2 separate regions of the Capra hircus genome follow, and region 1 is linked to region 2. A link is a contact called in public Hi-C data. All regions are on one chromosome and are shown on one strand. Each heading gives the region's core, a stretch centred on a gene start, on an enhancer-like site or on the middle of the called end of the contact. The rest is flanking DNA. Distances are from core to core; before and after follow the strand shown.

Region 1 (4,945 bases), core at 573-3,072, 61 kb before region 2:
TAATTTTTGGAAACTTTAGGGCTTTTGTTGTTTACAGTGATTGGAATCTTTTTATCAAGATATTGGTATTGCTAGTACCTAAGAAGAAAGTTACTAATTTGAAGATACAGCTGGTTAACTTGATATTCATTGCTTCTGCTTTCCAACTGACATTTTGGCTCACTGTGTAATCATAACACTTGAGCATAACACGGGAATTCCCTGATGGTCCACTGGTTGGGACTAGGTGCTCTCACTGCCATAGCCCAGGTTCAATTCCTGGTTGAGGAACTAAGAGCCTGCAAGCCACACAGCGCAGCCGAAAAAAAAAAAAGATCTGTAAAATAGTTGAACTCTGCTTTTAAAAAGTTATCTCATAACTTTTTCTTGCCTAACACATCGACTAAACCTTCCCAAGTGTAAGTTCGGGACTTCTACCAGTCTATGTGTCTCTTTAATCAAGTAATTTAAAACAAGTTTCTTAGGTAAAACTGGGTATCAACAAGGAGAAATGTCTGTAATACATTTTTTCCAAGAGCAAAAAAGTTGGTTAAAAAACACTGCTGTACACTATAATCATACTCACATTTCAAACAATCATATACTCTAAGGGAAAAAGCAAGGTCCAGAACAGCGCACAATATGCTGTTTGTGTAGGAAAGGAGGGAAATAATACATGTATTTTTGCGCAAAGAAACCCTGGAAGGAAACACCAGAAACTAATAAAAGTGATTACCTGAGGTAGGGGGGAATGGGGACAGGGGTGGGAGCACTTCTTTTCACTGTATACCTTTTTATAGTATTTTGATTTTATGGACCATGTATTGCCTATTCAAAAAAATAAAATTAAAAAAACATATAGTATATATTTTTAAAGTCCAGGAAACAGACATCAAACTACTAAGTATTTCTCTTTATGGACTAGCAGTCAACAAATTAACTCATTGAAAAAAATATTTATTGAGCACCTATGTTCCAGGTACTGTTCTAATACTTGGGATACATCAATAAACAAAAGAAAGCTTACTGCCTTAGCAGGGCTTACAGTCTTTTATGATACTTAGGTATTTAAACGTTTAAACAGTGAGCCCCTTCCAGCTGCCTTAATCTTGGGCAAGTCCCCTGACCTCTCCAGGAACCAGTTTCTTTGTATCTGATAAAATGTAGATAATGCCACCTACCATGTAGGAGTATTATGAAAATGATGACACAATATTTGTAGATCATTTTGACACAGAATAAGTACCTAGCAAGTGTTAGCTATTATGATTTAACCATATTTTTAGAGCAGTCATACACATATATAAGTTGTAAAATGCTCTATGAGGAGTAGAGAACTCACAGTGGACAGAAGAGCTGAAGACACTGAGCTCGTCCTAGGTCTCTGCTCTTTAACACTACTAGCAAGCAGGGCACAGCCTGTCTGATGGTACTGCCACTGTCTTATTTACCTTTTCTTTCCTCCCTTAGAGTATGTGCTTCCTCGAACAGAAAAAAAACATACCTTATTTATTCTATCGTCCCTGGAACCTAACACAGTACCAGGCAATACATGCTCATTAAATATTTGTTAAAATCACTACACAAGTGGATGTGGTCATGGAAAGTTTCATAAAAGAGATGAGACAGGCTGGAAATAATTACCACCAAGATCCCAACTCAAAAGTGAAGGAATTATCCCATTTGCTTAACTTTTAGCTACCTGGCTTTATATACTTTGTCCAAATCTGAAAGGACCTCGTGAGAAACACCTGTCGTTTTCTGAGGAAAGAAGCCACTGAGGCCAGCCTTTTTTTTTATAGACAGCCACCACTAGGGGGATCCATAAGGCTGAATACAGGGCTAGAGCAACTGAAAAGGGGCTATCAACCCACACAAGTCCATCAATGACAAGCACTCATAACAGCAATAGTTTAGGACAGGAAGCAGTGTAATGAGTCTTCAGAATTAGATCGCATCACAACCGCTCCCTAGGGGGATTCTAATACAGTTATCACCACTAACACCCACTGAGTTAAAAGCTTTCATTCTCCAAAAATGCAGATGGAGAATAGTGAATATCAAAAGGGTGTTTACTTTCAAAAAGAGGTGACATGATATCAATGTCTGGGTGATGAATAAGCTGGGCTTTACCCAATTAATCTTAAAGCTACCCTTTCAGACCACAACAGCTTCCATTATTAACCCACTGTTCTCAGAAACCAACTAACCCTCAACAAATACCAAAAGACACTAGTCTTCCTTTATTATTATTGACATGGAAGAGAAGTGGAGAATAAAAAAACAAGTAGCCTTTCATGCTCTTCCCAAATTTCAAGGTCAGATGATACTTCTGACACATTTCTAGGATTCTGTAGCAAAAGTGCTGCTGAACCACTAATTCCCCTTCAGAACAACGGCACACCTTTCTAAGGTGATAGTACTGGTTTAGTTGCTCAGTGGTGTCTGACTATTTGCCACCCCAGACTGTACCCCACCAGGCTCCTCTGTCCATGGCATTTTCCAGACAAGAACACTGGAGTGGTTTGCCATTTCCTCCTCCAGAGGATCTTCCTGACCCAGGGTTCAAACCCAGGTCTCACATTCCAGGCAGATTCTTTACCATCTGAGCCATCAGGGAAGCCTTCTAAGGTGACAGTGGCTTTTTATCAGTTTCTGTTCAAAGTAACTAGTTCTTAAAGAAATTTTAGCTCATTAACATGTTCCAAGAAACAGAGCTAAAGTTTTAACAGATCTCTGTTCTCAAATACTACATGAAAAATAAAAAACACACTCCTGTTTGTTTCATTTTCCTATCTCAAAACTTTCTCCTTTTAAAAATAGGCCTAGAACATGTGATTACCATATACTTTAGCCTTTATTTACTCAAAATATAACAAGACTGAAAAAAAATTAATATACTATACAGTTTTAAGTCATTCACAAAATTATCAATCATAAAAATAAGTTCAGCTGAAATAAAGAAAATTGAGAATTTGGGTGTTTTTAAACTATGTTACACATGATTCTAAATTATCAAACAGGTTATTTATAACTACTGAAACTGGTTCTGTGAGATTTACTTCTAAAATAGCCAGTTTTTACCAATTCACAAGTTACTCTTTCTGTGTCTGTTTTATGTTCCCCATCACATTTTTTATTCTACTTGCAATCATAAACAGCAGTTCAAATTCAAAGAGTCAACAGCCTACTAAATCCAGTTTTAAATGCTGATGCATGCCCCCCACCCCTGCAAAATGTACATTTTCAAAGCAGTAAGTACTTTTCTTATAAATGTTACCAGCACCCACCCATACAGACTAGTTCTAAGTCAATAAAAAATAAAGGGCATGGGATAAAAGAAGAGAGAAAGTTAAAAGAAAGGGATTACCTACCATTACTCTGCAGTGTTAATCCTGAGAGATCTTAAATTTTTAAAGGGGAAAAAAAATAAAATATTAATCATTATAATGAAAATAATTTCCACCATATTTAAAATTACAGAGTATAAATTTAAGCCAGAGATTCAAAATTTCCATGAACCATTTCAATTCAAGAATAGTAGTATAAATGCTATCTAACAATGCAAAAGTGCTTTCCATCTTATTTTTCAATAACAGTGTTCTACACAGGAAAAATACCAAGTATGTACACTTAGTTTTAGTAGTCAAAATATAAGCTTTCTCAGTATTCAAATTTAAATACACGTATTTCATTAAAAATGTCTGATTTTTAAAATTAGTTGAAATCCTGGACTATCTCCAAATTTACAATTTAACTTAGAAAAATTAAAACACTACTGATATCTTTTCCCTTTATGCTTCTAAGCATGGAAGTGAAGCCTGCTTACCAATTCCAGGTGATACAACTCGTTCATAGTGATATGGATTCACACAGACACTATCACATTTTAAGTCAAATGCATACTGACAATATTTAACATGTTTTAGTTCATTTTTGTGAAGGTCAGGCCACCTCCAGAGACGGGCATAGATCACATGAGGAAATCCCTTCCGACCAGCCACCTAAGAAAAGTAAATAACCATTTAATGAGCATCAATTATGCATCACGCATTATAAAAGCACTTGATACATCCTCATTTAATCCTTGAAATCCTACAAAGTCAGTATTAAAATTCCTATTTCTTAAACGAGAAAACTAAAGCTCAAAATAACTTAATTGGACAAGGTCACAAAGTAGTAAACTTAAGTATGATTTCAAGGCTTAGGCTCAGGTTTTAAAAATACACAAAAAAAGTATGCGTTTAATGAAGAAACAATACCTAAAATCTAGAAATAAAAATTTTAAACCTAACATTATGTTTTCTATATGTTTCTTTAAAAATATCAAACATATGAGATTATGTAATTCTACATGAAAAATTTGATCCGTGAAAACAAAAGGTAAAGACTTGTAAATTTAAGTTAACTCCGTAAGTTTTAGAAATATTGTTGAATTCTTCTGGATTGTTTTTCACATAAAAGTACCAGACATACAATACCAAATTTCTAAATTATAAAATAAAAAAAAGGAAAGAAAGCAAGCTGAGTTGTACATATAATTCCAAAAAAGAAAAAAAGGCTACAAGGATGAATACCAAAGGGCTAAAGATGTAGGTTTTCTTCTGATTTTTATTTTCCAAATTTTCTATACTGAACATTTTTTTTTAGTCAAAACATTTTTAAAAACTTTTAGGCTATACCTCTATTGAAAGAAGATACATCCTTCCATTTATTTCCATATAGTATATCAGTACAGGATCCTGTATTGATAATATCTGTACTATAGGATGTACTACAGTATCTAAAGAGATGGAGCAAGCATGACATTTCCATAGTAACTTAAGAGGAAACAAGGATTTGTAAAAACCTGCCATTACAAAGTACAGAAGAAACCTTGGAACAAGACTAACCTGAAGCCTTCCGTCCAATGTTCTCTGTATGGTAACACACTTGCTAGGGTGAGCTCCATTTGTAGTTATAGCTG
Region 2 (4,597 bases), core at 1,833-4,332:
AAAAAAAAATTCACTCAATTCTAGCTCCACAAATTCTTAGAATGTGTCCTACTATTAAGAACAAATTCTAGGCCAGAAGAGGGTCCAAGAAAGAATTCTCGCCATGAACTGATACCCCACACTTAATCCAACACATCAATTTGTTCCACCTTCCTGTGTTCTCTGAGGGCTTAGCCCACACGTATTAACAGAGCCTGATTCTAATGGCACAGCTCAAGTCAGCTATCTAGTAACGCTCAGAAACAGCAAAACTGAGTGATAGGCTGTAAGATCAGAAAGATCTGAAAGGACTGCATATTCACTTTGAGTTTTCCTGTTAGTCTCTACCACTGAGACAGCGAGCTTAAAATTTTGTCTTGTATTCATTTACTCCCAACACAGTAAATGGAATACCACCAATCAGGCAGTTACAGTTTTGGACAAACCCAGCAGTAAAATGGGCTAGTCACAGGCTCTAAACTTTAGGTCTTAAATTTTGTGATCTCGTTTCATTCAATATACACTTCTGAGGGCATAGTATGGGTGGGTATTTCCAAGAATGTAGAGGTGACCAAACTACAATCTTTACACACCAGAGCTCCAAGCATCAGAGGTACTAGTACTAGCCATTCCCTCTTGTACAGGTTTGGGCACACGTTGAATGCACATGTGCTAAATCGCTTCAGTCGTGCCCAAATCTTTGTGGCCCTGTGGACTGTAGCCCGCCAGGCTCCTCTGTCCATGGGATTCTCCAAGCAAGAATACTGGAATGGGTTGCCATGCCCTCCTCCAGGGGATCTTCCCAACCCTAGGGATTGAATTTGTATCTCCTGCGGCGGATTCTTAACTGCTGAGCAACCAGGGAAGCCCATTCGGCACACAGTAGGTTAATAGATGCTGGTTTGACTTGAGTTCAGAAACCAAGATATGCGTTAGTTCTGGCCCACTCTGGTACTCTGGCAGGCCAGGAGCCTAAAGCAGGGCTCAATCAGCCCATCCTGGAGGCTGCTTCAGAGTGACCGAGATCTTGAGTAACTAGACCATCACTACTTCAGGGGTTCCAGACCCCTCCGGTAGTCAATTTTCACTAGAAAAGCCCCAGGACCAGAGGAATCCAGTAGTATACTATACACCATGACAGTATTTCTGAATAAGTATACTATAAAATTCTCTAGGTTCTTAAGATGTTAACAGATAGTATATGGTGAAATATGACTTTAGAAAGGGGTTCAGTTGACAAGCCTCTGTACTTTAGGACTTCGTGCCTTGAAGCAATGTGCTATGCTCCTTTTATACACTGTCTTTATTTAATCTTTACGGCACTCCTAGAGGTAGGTCTTACTATTATTTTTCTCACTTTTAGAGATGAGCAAGCTAAAGATCAGCAGATCTAAGGACCGTGCTTTAGAGCACAGAGGGAATGGGACTCTGAAATCAGGTCTTTCTGGCATCACAGCCGGGCTGGTGATCACTGAAGCAGTGCTATTGTAATACATTGGTGGGCATTACAGCTCTGCCAGAGGGACCCACAGTATACAGGGTTCCCCAAACCAGTCTGATTAGGGAACTGTTTTGACTGAATCAGTACTTGAGACTACCTTTCCATGTAATACATTTTGAGAAATACTGTGGGCAAATGAGTCAGAGATACCCCATGACAGACAGAAGGGAGGTGGAAGGCAACTCAGCAGGAAAAGCTATTCTAGAAAGAACATTTTACGAAAATGGTGCTCAAATAATTATTTATCAGAACACGTAAATTAAACCCAAGTTGGACATATAGTCATTTTTTAACCTCCAGATTCACAAGCTCCAGCCCATAGCTCATTTCTGACAAATAATGTTTGATGTGACATTCCAATATATTCACTTAGCTAGCTTTTTAGGATTTGTTGCAGAATTTGACTTACCTCGTAGTTCAGCTCATTACATCACTATTTCCTTTTTTTCTTTTTGAGCAGAGAAAGGTTTATTGCAGGGCCATGCAAGGAGACCAGTGGTTCATGCCCCCTATGTCACTGAATTTTTATAAAGTATGTTCACAGCAGGAGTCTAAGTTTTAATTTGATGTGTATTTCAACAGACCTGCAATATGCATTGTGGGATGAGATAATTCTTCATTGTTTAGGACTGACCAAAATTCTCTACAATCTAGCATCCTGCCCTGTACTGACTAACTGCTGGTAGTAACCCCTCCTAGTTTTGACAAGAAACATCCCACAACTTCAAAATTCCATCTAAGGGAGCAGTATCACCTCTGAGAACCCTGGGTTTAGAGCAAACTGGAAAGTTTAATAAAATATTAATTGAAGGCCAAACACCTACCCTGACCCTGCCTTCAGTCTTCTAGCAAAGAATTCAAGATTTAACATGCCAGCTTCAATTCTGCATGTTCAATATCTCATTACATTTCTCTTTTGTTAATAACATGAACAGATTTAACACAAACTGCCAAAATACCATTGTTAGCCAGGAGGGCCAAGTCCTGCAAACTTTGCCAACAACAGCAATAAAGCTAGATAGAAGCTAAGCCCAGGATTGCATGGTGCATTGGCTAATCTCTGAGGCAGCAACCACAAAGCATGTATACCTGAATAGCCTATCATTTTGTCAAATCTGGACTTTAAGAAGGATGCTGGTTTCATTCTTTTTAAAGTGATTTATTATAAAAAAGCTTGCTCCCTCTCAATGCTGAGTTAGTTCAGCAATGCAGCTCCATCCTTTCCAGGATTATGAGGACTCAAATAATTTTAGACCAAAACTACGATGACCACCACCACCACCACAACAAAAAGAAACCAAATGTGACTGTTGGTTCAATAACATATTTACAGACACATCAGAATGCATTCAGGAATACTGGCTTCACTTCTTGATCGGAATGCTGATCACCATGAAATCTTCTGCGAGAGTCACTTCTTGGAGGTCTAACACTGATTCAGCTTGCTTTTTAAGTTCTACAATCCCATCTGCTTCTCCTTCTCTGGCCAAGGCAACTGGTTTGTACCTCTGACTGAAGTGAGTCAGAACCAGCCTCTTTGCTCGGCACAGCTTTGCAAACGTCGCCGCCATCTGCGGCGTGCTGTGGCCGTGCTCCTTCGCTTTGTCCATCTGGGTGTCATCCAGGGTCGCTTCGTGGATCAACAGGTCTGCTTCAAAGCACAGCTTTACTCCTCCGTCATCCACAACCCCAGAACAGTCACCCAAAATACAGATTTTTCTTCCAACAATAGGCTTCTTTAAGACATCTTGGGGAGAAATTGTAACTCCATTTTCCAGAACAACAGAAATTCCGTTTTTCAGCTTCCCATAGGCAGGACCTGGTGGAACACCTAAAAGATGGAGGCAGATACCATCACATCATGGGAATGGAATTTATGACTTGTTACAGAGCGTCTGTTTCAACAGCACTGCAAATAGCAAATGGAAAAGGCATCCAATTCTTTTCATAATAGTTATAAATATTTTATTACTTGTGGGAAACTGGGATATTTATACATTTTTTAAAAGTTCATTGTTGGCTATTGATATTAGCAATGTCCAAGTACTTAAAACATTTCCAAGCACACGTTTCAGATAAGTTTAAGCTCTTAAGTCCCCCTAAAACCTTATTATAGTCAAGGTAACAGCTGTGATCCTCTGCTGTGCATGGGAATAACAGTTTTTGAGTGCTGTATTTAACAAGCTCATCTTCAGGTAAAATTAAAGAGCCCATTTAAATGACAAGTTACCAACAAACTGATTAACGTAATAAAAAGAACTGTTAGAGGGGATTGTTTGGATCACAACATCAAGGAGAATTTCAGGTAGTTATGCATAATCAATCTTCGTTTTAAACAGAGGCAGTTCCATGCTTACCAAACTGGGCTTAAATCTCATATTAATCGAGAATAACACCTGATGATCACTCTGGGCAATACGTACAAACAGAGTGTATTCACTAATTCCAACATGGATCATGTTTACAGTTTCACAACACACTGCTATTTTCACAGGTTTGTAGATATTAAAAAAATCTTTGGTCTAAGGCAGTTTTCCTCATTACTTAGTGCTTTGTTTTAGTTGGGGAAGAAAGAAGAGATTGTGCAAATAAAGAAAAAGAACACATGGAAAACCACTGCCACGCTTTTCACAGGTTCTGTGGTCGGCATGGCAAGGAAGGTGGAGACGCTAGAGGGATGATGTGCCTGGCGCTGCTTTGGGAGATGTGCTGAAGGCCCTGGGCATGTGACAGCCTAGCATGGACAAGGTACGAGGCCTTAGATGGGCCCCAAGCCAAGCTTTGAATGCTTGCTTCCAAGTGTGATGAACCCAGGTATATAAGGCTGGTTGAGGGGCTTCCCTGGTGGTTCAGTGGCTAAGACTCCATGCTCCCAATGCGGGAGGCCTGGGTTCGTTCCCCAGGAAACTAGACCCCATGTGCTACAACGAAGACCCGGCACAGTCAAAAAAATAAATAAATAAATAAAACTGGTTGAGGCAGTGTTCCAGACACCAAATTATTAATAACTTAATCAAAGTTGACTGCCTAGGCCAAGTCAATAAAGAAGGAAAACTCAGAAAGCAGCTGGTTGCAGTTGCATGGTTTAGAACTACGGTGAAAAGTATCTGACCAAAG

The links. Hi-C and Micro-C count contacts between places; a contact is called where the count stands out from the background.
Region 1: a contact with region 2 is called in a Hi-C map of blood, with 2.2 times the contacts expected there. The contact joins two enhancer-like sites. A contact is called at or near these places in 4 of 5 Hi-C or Micro-C datasets (blood and liver).

Annotation. Positions count from the first base shown.
Region 1 is chr24:50,752,123-50,757,067 of ARS1.2, reverse strand. It overlaps SMAD4 (mothers against decapentaplegic homolog 4), which reads right to left. Exons shown (of 12, transcript XM_018039535.1): 2 at 4,872-4,945; 3 at 3,809-3,983; 4 at 3,354-3,383. Among named protein-coding and RNA genes, the nearest start is that of SMAD4, 23 kb to the right of the region's middle. Within about 2 kb of position 1,822, at least 1 of the 5 cell types and tissues checked has an H3K27ac peak or open chromatin away from gene starts, as enhancers often do.
Region 2 is chr24:50,692,611-50,697,207 of ARS1.2, reverse strand. It overlaps ELAC1 (zinc phosphodiesterase ELAC protein 1), which reads right to left. Exons shown (of 4, transcript XM_018039724.1): 4 at 469-3,311. The coding sequence ends at 2,845. Among named protein-coding and RNA genes, the nearest start is that of ELAC1, 17 kb to the right of the region's middle. Within about 2 kb of position 3,082, at least 1 of the 5 cell types and tissues checked has an H3K27ac peak or open chromatin away from gene starts, as enhancers often do.